Linked DNA regions of Anas platyrhynchos: region 1 is linked to region 2. Evidence: chromatin contacts called from public Hi-C data. All regions are on one chromosome and are shown on one strand. Each heading gives the region's core, a stretch centred on a gene start, on an enhancer-like site or on the middle of the called end of the contact. The rest is flanking DNA. Distances are from core to core; before and after follow the strand shown.

What was found. A called contact is a pair of places that touch in the nucleus more often than the background predicts.
Region 1: a contact with region 2 is called in a Hi-C map of small yellow follicle, with 3 times the contacts expected there. The contact joins the enhancer-like site here to the promoter of RBM20 in region 2. A contact is called at or near these places in 2 of 8 Hi-C or Micro-C datasets (skeletal muscle and small yellow follicle).

What each region holds. Positions count from the first base shown.
Region 1 is chr6:31,096,679-31,101,716 of IASCAAS_PekinDuck_T2T, reverse strand. All of the region lies in intron 1 of RBM20 (RNA binding motif protein 20), which reads right to left. Among named protein-coding and RNA genes, the nearest start is that of RBM20, 47 kb to the right of the region's middle. Within about 2 kb of position 1,301, at least 1 of the 8 cell types and tissues checked has an H3K27ac peak or open chromatin away from gene starts, as enhancers often do.
Region 2 is chr6:31,048,555-31,053,635 of IASCAAS_PekinDuck_T2T, reverse strand. It overlaps RBM20 (RNA binding motif protein 20), which reads right to left and starts at 1,316. Exons shown (of 14, transcript XM_038181342.2): 1 at 966-1,316. The coding sequence starts at 1,120. LOC110351791 (a long non-coding RNA gene) reads left to right here and starts at 3,812. Exons shown (of 3, transcript XR_011810115.1): 1 at 3,812-4,028; 2 at 4,538-4,648.

The DNA.
Region 1 (5,038 bases), core at 52-2,551, 48 kb before region 2:
AGAGACACATATGCAAACTACATTAAGATGACTGTACTCTCAAAATGATGCTTATGTGTAGAACATGTGGTGTAGTTGTGGACAACATAGCACTGGTAACCTACAACAGCTTCACCCATTTTGAGGGGCAAGACTTTGTAAAACTGTGATGTTCTCAGGTGCATTTGCACCTTCACTGCCTACAACTGCTCAATTTATGACTTAAGCCACCCATTGCCACCCTGTTAGAAACCTATACGTTCTTCTCTTCCTTTAGATGCTCATAGCATTGTCACAAGGAAGAAGAGCTTGCTTGAAGCCTACAAGTTATGTCCTTATTTAGAAGGGGGTGAGTGCCAAAGATTTTAAAGTTTTCAAGAAGCTGAACAAGAGCATCCAGGTTGGACCTGTGAAAGGTCTCGGAGGTCTGAATTCCACCTTACCTGTTTGGCTGACCAATAGCAAACACTTCACCTCTCATTCCCTGGGCCAAGCCCACCGGTTTCACGCTGCTTCACATCTACGTCCTTGCCAAAAGCTCAAACTCCTCCATACCACTGCGACAATTTCAGCCCAAGGCTCCTGCTCAGCCCAGCATAACTTGCTTTAGTTGAAGTAAAGAGAAACCTTGCTGACTGCGATCTGATATTTAATAGCTTATGAACATATAGTCCCCTTCACAAAAATTGAAATTAAAACCCAATTAGACTCACATATTTAAGATTTCATTGCTGAATTTTTATAACCCTCCCCCTTCACAAGATATTCCAATATCTTCCAAGCTGCACTACCAACCATGATCAGAGCTAAAAACTTGCCAAATAAAAAAAACTGTGATACGCTTTAATAGAAGACCCTGTGGCTATTTGCTTACCCACTAATTCTCCCAGGGCAATGAAACGTGTTTTAATGTTCAGTGGGCTAATCATGGGTTTAAGTCAGTGGTATAAATCAAATAACCACTTCTGTTGCTTCCAGTATAAGCAGCACTGAAATTCTGTGGTGAATTCAGGCCTTGTCCCAAGTCAGTGCAGTCCTGTAGTATGGTATTATATTTACACACTTACTCCTGAGCAGCATTTGCTCCACTCTTATTGTAGGATAAAGTGTTCAGGAAAAGAAAGCAAGAATCCTAGCGGTGACATGTATGCACGCTCAGTATAGAGGAGCTAATCTTCCAGCATGAGCAAAATGAGCTAGATAAGCATCTCTTCACACTCCATTAAGTTATAAGCCTCCTCAATATCAAAGTCAACATATGACAGCTGAGTTGTATACAGTATTTATGTGATGTCCACTTGTTCAATACAAATGTCCTTACAGAACCTAAAGATCTTCACCCAGAGAGGAAATTATAGACAAGTCTCCGATACTGAGGCAGCGAACACACATGATCCAGACAAGCTCACAGACTTGTGACCTTTCTAATTACACCCCATCAGGAGCAGCTTGCTGGTCTGTGGATGATTCTATTTTTGGCAACAACAAATCACTGCAAGTTAGCTTCTGTCTGAGAGTCTGGAAGCCGACATACCTGAACTGTCAAATATCTCAGCATTCCTCACCCAATGCTTGCTTTGCTTTAGCAAGACAGTCAAATCCGTGCCATCCCCAACCTGTCTAGGATTTAATTCTGACACAGGTATTGGCAACACAACAGGACCTATGGCGTGGCATGAAGAGGCATTCTGCAGCTCTGGCTGCTGGTCATTGGGCTGTTCCAATGACTTTAAAAGGAAGAGAAATGGGATTTCATAGAAAATCTTTGCTCATGAGCTGGAAATCAAAATAGGGGATGGAGGAAAGCAGTTGAGGGTTCTGAGAGATTTACACCGCTTTTTGCTGCTTCTCCCATTCTCACTTTTTCACTGCCTTCCCAATGGATAACGCAATTTAAGTTTCCTGTCTCACCCTGGAAAATACTTATTCAAGCTTTTCATTCCCCTAGCAAGCTTTGGTTCAGCCCTGACCCTCTACCTCATCTACCTCATTTGCCTTTTCTACTCCTCTCCTCCTCTGGTACTACACAAAAAGACAAAACAAACAAACAAAAAAAAAAACCACCATGGTTTTGTGAAGTTTAAGGCTGGGAAGAGCCACTAGGTCGCCCTGTGTGCCACAGCTAGGCAAGAGGCAAAGAATTACTTGGGTTGTCTCCTTTTGGTTTGTCGCAGTGGCTAATTACCTTTACTATTAATGTGGAATTGCGTTCCAACTTAAATATCCACTTCCGAACTTCCTATTACAGATTTGGCATTATAATGTTTCATGCTAACAGGGATCCAACTTGCTACACGAACAGAACTTGCAGTGCTATTGTTACTTAAAATGATAGCATTCTTTAGGGCACTAGTGAACAGCAACTTTAAACTTTGTGAAAATGCTGAATAAGACTGTTTCCAAATCTCTGGTATCCCGCCAAAAAAGATCCCTATTGAAGGAAATTCCCTACAGCTTTCAGACTTTTTTTAACCCAGCAATTTAAATATCACTCTAACGATACATGCTATTTTTTTTTCCTAAAAATCAAAAGACCAGGAGTTATGAAGCAAAATACCTTGCAAAAATTAAAGCTTATGATCTATCTACTGACCTTTATCAAACAAAACTAAAATCTCAAAGAAAAAAACATTCAGCAAAATTCTTTTTAACGGAAGATTATGCTGACTTAAATAACTATATTTCTACCTTTGGAGCTTGTTTGTTTGTTTTAGTCTTTATCAATGACGTTCATCTAAAAAATTCTTGTTATTTTGTCCCATGTTGGCATCAAACTAACTGCACTACAATTACACGGACTATCCCAGTCACCATTTTTCAGTGGTTAGCACTTTTTCAATGGCTTGGATTTATTCCCACTTTCCATGATTTTTGAAACTACTAGGAGGACAAGAATCTTACCGTACTTTTGGATCCAACTCTCAGGAATGATGAATTGAATAAATGAAGTATTTATTACAAAGGGAAGTATTTAATAACTAGTAGTTGTTTTTTCATCAATTCTAGCCACTTTAGTCTTTACCTGATACTGGGTCTCCCTCTTCACTAGCATCATTCTGCTCCATTTAAAATCTACCATCAATCTTGGTTTTAATTCTTTTATATTTACCTTCCCCTGTCGATTTTTCAGTTATTGAGGGGGGTGAATGCAGTGATACTTTGCAAGTGCTTCTAAACAAAATCCCAATTTCATTTACATATTTCTACTTTTTTCTTCTCAATCAACTTTGATCTAAAATTTTCCCCAGAGTGATGAAGTTTCACCCTTCTGAAACATCAGATCAGCAAGTTACCCATATAAACCAGCATATGGCTCTTCGAAGCGAAGTAGGTCATGCTCACCAGTCCCTAGGCAACCACCAAATCTCATTCCCTTGATCAATTCATCTGTATCCCAGCTCATGATGTCTGAAATAGATTTGACTGGTATTGTGTGCGGTGTTTTTTGTATTAAAAGAGTATCCATTTTTAGCAATGCTAAGTGTGCTCCTATTGGCTGCATCAGATCTCTGGTATATTGAATGGCCCATTTTTAAATATTCCATATCCGTTTTTATTTTCCTCCCACATGCTGCCACACAATGGGCTAGTTCCCACCAGTCTCTGGTTTTATTCAGTGATCTGCAATGGATTATTTTCCAGAACTTGGTTATCAGATTAATCCTCATGCAGTCAAAACTCAGTGGCTATGAGTTACTCATTCATTCCTTAATGCTATAACACACAGCATCGTTTATTTATTTTTTATGCTCACCCTTTCTAAAACCATGGATGGCCATGGGAGCGGAGAGGGAAGTTACAGAACACACCCTGTAGCAAACTCCTTACACCACACACACAAACGAGCAGTGTGTTTGGAAGTCTGAGGAATGAATGGGCACTGTACTGAAAGGCGAGGACTAGCAGGCACGAGGACAGAGCCCTAGGTTAGGCAGATGTAAATTGGCCACCTTCAGGGCTGGGCAAGCTTCCTTTTGGAGCTGCATCTACTGCTCAAAACTGTTGCTCAATCCAGATAACCAAACACAGCAGCGGTTCACCGTTGAAGTATCCCATGAGTTTTATGACCCCAGTGGCACAAATTATTTCCCCGAGGTTTCGGGAACACACAGCATTCCTTAAAATTGCCAAGAGTATCAGTTCTCTCTTGCTCATCTTCCAAAGGCCTATCAGTGCTATGTGAGCAATTTCTCTTCCAAGTATTTTGTAATAAGGGATCAATTCATTCACAGCAAGCTGAGCTCAGCTCATACATTCAACTTAGCTATACGCATCTTATACATTAAATGCAAATTCAGTGCCTTCCTCCTATTTACTTCTTGTAGAGTCCAAACAGACTTTGTCTTCAAGTTTGTGAGGTACAGGCTGCTACACGGAGGGAGCTCTTCATCTCCCTGGATCATGGCCCAGAGTTGTAGCTGGAAAAATCCCTGCAGTCTAAGGCAACCTTAAGGATCTTTCCCCTACATGCCTTCCTGCAGGGCATGGCTTTCTTGTGTGCATCTGCAAAGCCTGAGCCATGACCATATTTACACCCTCCCAGGGACTTGTTTCTGCTGTACTATCACAGAACGAATTTTGTTGGCTTATAAGGAAACAGTTTATCAGCTGCCTCCTATTTTTCTTCCTTTCTCCTGACAATCGTTTTTTGGATGAAAATCAAAACTAAAAACAACAGCAGGATTTTATTCTCAGCTACTTCTGCAGACAACTTATGCAGATAGGAGTAGAAAGGTAAGAAGGCCCAGCCTGCAAACCTAAAATTAGGTGATGATTGGAGGCTAGAGCAGGCTACCAGAATTTAGGGATGGCTGTTGACTGTACCCATATGTTGTCGAAAAGCAGGCAAATATAAAGAAATTAAACATGCATTTTCCTACTGACATAGTCCATGCTTTGATTTAAAACTGGTGGAAAGCAAAATTTTAACAAAATATGTGGAATGTAAAGGAAATGAAAATGAGAAAAATGTATCTTTTTAAAATGCTCTTGCAGATGAGTGATGGGTATGAATCAAAATTTTTCTGTTTGTGGCTGGAACGCAGTGTCACTTACAGGT
Region 2 (5,081 bases), core at 67-2,566:
ACTTGCCTGAAAAACATCCCCCCGGAAAACAAAAAATAAAACTAAGCTCCGAGAAGCGTAAAGGCCACCCTGCAAGGAGAATTTACCAGCGGTTTCCTACGTGTTTACAAACGATACCGCAGCTCCCGACTTACAATCAGCTCGCCGCAAAGCTGAAGCTGTGCGCACCGCTATTTATACGGCCGTGTGCTGGGCAAATCCTTGGGGACGGGGCCGAAAGCTCTCCCTCCAAGCCCTCCGTGGCTGCTTTTGCTGCCAGGCCGGCCGAGGAGGCGATCCCGGTCTCCCGGTGCCCCCTCGCAGCCCTCCCGCTCTACTGGGAGCCTTCCCCGAGGATTTAGGGTTAGGGGCAAACGGGGCGCGGGGCTGCCCGGGGCCGGCACAGCTCGGGTCGTGCCGCCACTTGTGCTTGCCAAGGTTCGCCTCCCGGTTCTCCTTTGCCCCAAAAAGCACGGCTCCCCCCTCCCTAAAAAAAAAAAAGTCCTTTTATTTTCCGTCCCCCTCCGGAGGGAGCAGCGGGATGCCGCCGGTGCCGTGCCCTCTGAGAGCGTGGGTTTGGGGACAGCCGGGCAGAGGTGCGGCACGGAGACACCCTCCTGGCCCCCCAGGGACCCTCGGGGGGCGAAGGAAACGCCCCCGAGCGCGCTCCCGATCCCCCCGGGACCCACAGCGGCTTTGGGGACGCCGGGCGCCGCCGTGAGAGCGGGGCCGGCTCCGGGCCCTTAGGGGGGGGACACCCCAGGGCGCTGCCATCCCATTGCCGAGCCGGGCCGGGGGGGCTGAAGCTGGCGGCAGCGGGGCCGGGCCGACCCCCGTCCGGGCGGCTGTCAGTCTGGGAACGGAGCGGGGAGGTGGGGAGGGGGGGGGGGGGGAGGCAAAAAGGAGGGAGGGAGGAAAAGAGGGAGGGAGGGAAGGAGAGCGCCCCGTGCCCGCCCTGCCCTCCCGTCCCCTCCCCGGCTTCTTACTTGTGCAGGAGCTGGGGCAGGCTGGGCGGCGGCGGCATCCCTCTGCCGGGGCCCCGGCCGGGGGCCGAGCTGCGGGCATCGCTGCGGGCATCGCTCCCCGGCCGGGCGGCGCCGCGGGGGGCCGGGGCCTGGCTCATGGCAGCGGCGGGGACCATGCGGCGGGGGGGGCGCCCGGGAGGCAAGGACGGGGGGCCCGGAGGCGGCCGCGCTCCCCCCGCCGGGCTGCAAGAGGAGGAGGAGGAGGAGGAAGAGGAGGAGGAGAGCCGGGAGCCCCCTGCGGCTGTGCCCGCCCTGCGGCGCCGTGCGGGGCCTCGGTGCTGCTGGCGGGGCTGGGGGCGGGCGGCGGCGCCCCCTCCCCTGGCCCGGCTCGGCCCGGCCCCCCCCGCCCCACCTGAGCCCGGCCCCTGCCGCCTCCTCTGTCTGTCTGTCTGTCCGGCTGTGTGTTCCTCCGGCACCTGCCGGGGACCCAAAGGCAGAGCGCCCCGGGGGATTTAACACGCCCCGGTGGGGGTTTTCCTGCACCGCTTCGCTCCCCTTCCCAAACCGGGGGGGGAAAAGTGTGCACGTCGCGAGTAATCCCCCGGGGATAGCACCTCTGACAGCAATGCCATCAGCCGCCTCCCCGACATGGGCTGTGTCAGCCGGCGTGGGGCCGGAGGGGAGGCTGTGCCCCAGCCCCGCAGCCGAAACGGGGCAGAAATTGCGGTGCTGGTATCGGCTGGGGCTGGACGTGTCCCTCCGGGTCTCCTTGTCCTGCTCAGGCTGAGCACCCTGACACCTCCTCTTGCATCGCCTCCGGGTGCCGGGCACCCTGCCCCCGGCAGACACCCACTAGGGGAAAGCAGAAATGTCCGGGATTTGGGGAAAATTTAATCTGAATTGAGGGGAAAGACAGGAGCGGGGAGGTCGGGCCCTCCTCCCCCCTGCACCTGGTGGAGTCACTTAGGAGCACGCTGCCTTGTAAATGGGCACAAAATATTGCCACCAGGGACTGGAAAATTTACAGTTCTTCGCATTCAACACGTACTTTGCCCTTAGTTCACGGATGGGAAGCACTAGCCAGGTGCAAGGCAGCAGAGAACAAGGCCATATTTCACCAGTTTCATTATTTAGGAGTAACACAACACCCAATGAACCTACTAAAGAGAAGCGGCGATCAGCACATGTGTATACACATGGATTTGCTCACACAATGCTCCGACAAATGCGTTCTGAGTAGTTTTGTAATGTCACTTGTTTTCGGGTTCAGCTAGGGCCGAGGGATGGTCAGCACGGTGTAACCAGCAGATCTTCCAGCAAAAGACAGGTACGGTCCTGCAGGCAGGTGAGGCAAGGCGTGGAATTCCCTTCTTGCCAGAGCAGCAGAGAAAGCCCTGAAGAGCCCCAGCGACAGCTCCTTCTGCTGCCTGTAATTATTTGAGGAAGTGAAAGATGGTGACTCATGGCTCGGAGGGCAGCAAGAGCACAGCTATGACACCAATGCACGGCCGTGGATTAGAAGGTGGATAGTCACAAGAACGTGTTACTTCGCACAGACAGTTATATATTACATCACTTGTAAAAATGGATCAAGTGTGTTTTACTAGCACTGCTATTCCTGCATTCAATGCATCCAGTGAAGAGCTTGGCACTCAGAGTGTTGGGTCTGGAAACTTTGCAAAGTTTTGCTCCAGTCACTCTTTAAAGTCACAGTCCTCATTCCTACATCTCTGCTCTTTGTCAAGCTTTTTTACTGTCACACCGTGGTGTTTTGTTTGGCACAAGCTGGTTTGGCAGGAGCACTTTCCCCTTGTCTCCACCTGGTCCCTACTTACCTGAACACAGCTGCACGAGGCTCCCTCGGACATGCAGGGCATTACCTCGTTGTCTTAATTGCAAATAAATGAGTGGGTGTGTTACTGTCTGAGAGCAAGCAGGGACTTACTAAGGCTAACAGGATCTTTCATGCAAGAAATCAGCACGGTTTCTGTCCAAGCCTTGCAGTATTTTGATAGCACTGGCGTAAGAGAGAGGGAGAACAGTCGCTGGACAGTATAAATGAATCATAGAATTGAACAAGTACAAAATGCTGCACAAGTGCTTCATATTTTCCTAATATGCACCACAGTTAATTATGCATGTGGAGAAAACATATCAGTAGGTTTTTACCCTCAGCTAGAGGTCCTTTCCGTACTAGCAAAACTGTCAACAAGTGGTGACTGTGGCAATGGACTGGCTTTCACCTTGCTGCTAATTAATGAAAATAAATATCTGTGATTTGAGATTAAAACTGCTGATTTTGTCAAATATGTTAATAAGCACTTATAAAAAAATAAAAAACATTGCTAGCTATTAATTTGGGCTGAGATAAAGACAATTACTGTGTCCTCGCACACGATTAAAACAAAAGCCACCTTTTACAATGCCTTTTTTGGTTTTTCGGACACAGCACTCTGCACGCTAAAACTGATCTCCTGATCCAACTGCTGCTCTAACTTGCATTGCTATAAATCAGAAGCAGCACTCTGGTGTACATGAACTCACAGTCAGACTATTTATTTTTTAGGAGGGTAGATTAACAAAGGCGTGGGTAGGAAAGAGAAAGGGGCCATAAAGTAGAAAATTGATGGAGCCAGGCACACACAGGATACGCTGTCCCCAAATAGTTCAGCGTCAAATAACAAAAATAGCTGTAACTTCATTGCCTTAAGAGCTTGATTAACTGTAGGGTTAGACAGTAGCAAGGAAACACGTCTAAGAATAAAAGATTATATCAAGTCAATGTGCCCATTAGTCTAAGTAAGACCTTTCTTTGGTTCGTGCCTGAACCTGGCTGTTTCTCTGCAACCTGCAATTTAATCCCCTGTGACTGTAACACCCTAAATGTAATCCTCTGTGAAATCAATATATAACCAACTCTCCGTTATTAGGGGAAGGGAGGCTGGGGGGAATTGGAAAATATGGATAACCCAAGTACTTCTGGGCCTTAGTTAGCTCTGGAAGAAACACGGTCCTTTCCGTAAGAGTTGGGTGCTAGCAGATAAGTCCTGCACAGCCGAGCTGGGAAGCGCAGAACCAGCTTAGGTAGCTTATTTGTGAATAAGCATAACATGGCTTATTCACAAACTGGCTAATGAAGCTAGAAATAATGGACAATAAACTCTGTTGTGTTTTTGTTTGTTTGTTTTGTTTTGTTTTGCTGTTACTACAGAAAAAATATATTTTAATTAATGTTTATAAAGTATTTTGAAGTGATTTAGACAGTGTTATGATGGTACCACAAGCAGAAATGAAAACATTAAAATACAAAAATGATTTCATGAAGAGTAAGATATTGGTTCTTAAATAGGATTGAAGTAATAGATGTATCCCGTTGCAGGAATAAAAGACTTCATCTAGGAAGAATGGTAACATCGTACTCCTTAACACACTGCAGAGGGAGGCAGGAAAGCACTCTCTTACTTGACTCCCAAAGATAATGAAGAAAAGTACCTTCAATTTCCAGAAAATGGATTAAAACCTCTTTAGACCTGACAGATTAAGATCATTAAGACATTATTTTTTTCTTAAATGACACTGAACCCTATTTTCAGAGCTTGCTGTGTATCTTTGCCTGTTGTTCTCTCCAATCATTGTCTGGACAGAGAAGCTGAAGACTGCAGCAGAGCTTTCCAGTGTCTGGCTACATGAAGTCTGCCTTCTGGGTAAGTCACTGTTCATTTTTATGAGCTTTTGCTATCAGCTTCTCCTGAAAAGGGTTTTAGCCAGCACCACTTTTCACTTGTTCCTCTTCAGTGATTTTCTTTTCACGGGATGTGAATGGAAACAGGTGGCCACAACTGGCAGCTCTTTTGCCGTTACTCTTGCTTGGCTTTTTCCTGCACCTGCACGGGCTCCACTGCCCATGACTGTGTTGATTGCTGGTGATGTTCAGACACACTCAGGGTACATTTACAAAGGATCAGGTAAAATTTAGCTCAAAACTGCAAGTTGGTGCATAAGCAAACAAACAACAAGTAATCTGACATTTGAAAGCACCAGAAACAGTTTCCTAATGCTTTGAAAAGAAAATATAGGGGAGATCTAGTGTGTAAAAAATAATGGGCTACAGAGCTGATGTTTTTGTAGGTGAACAAC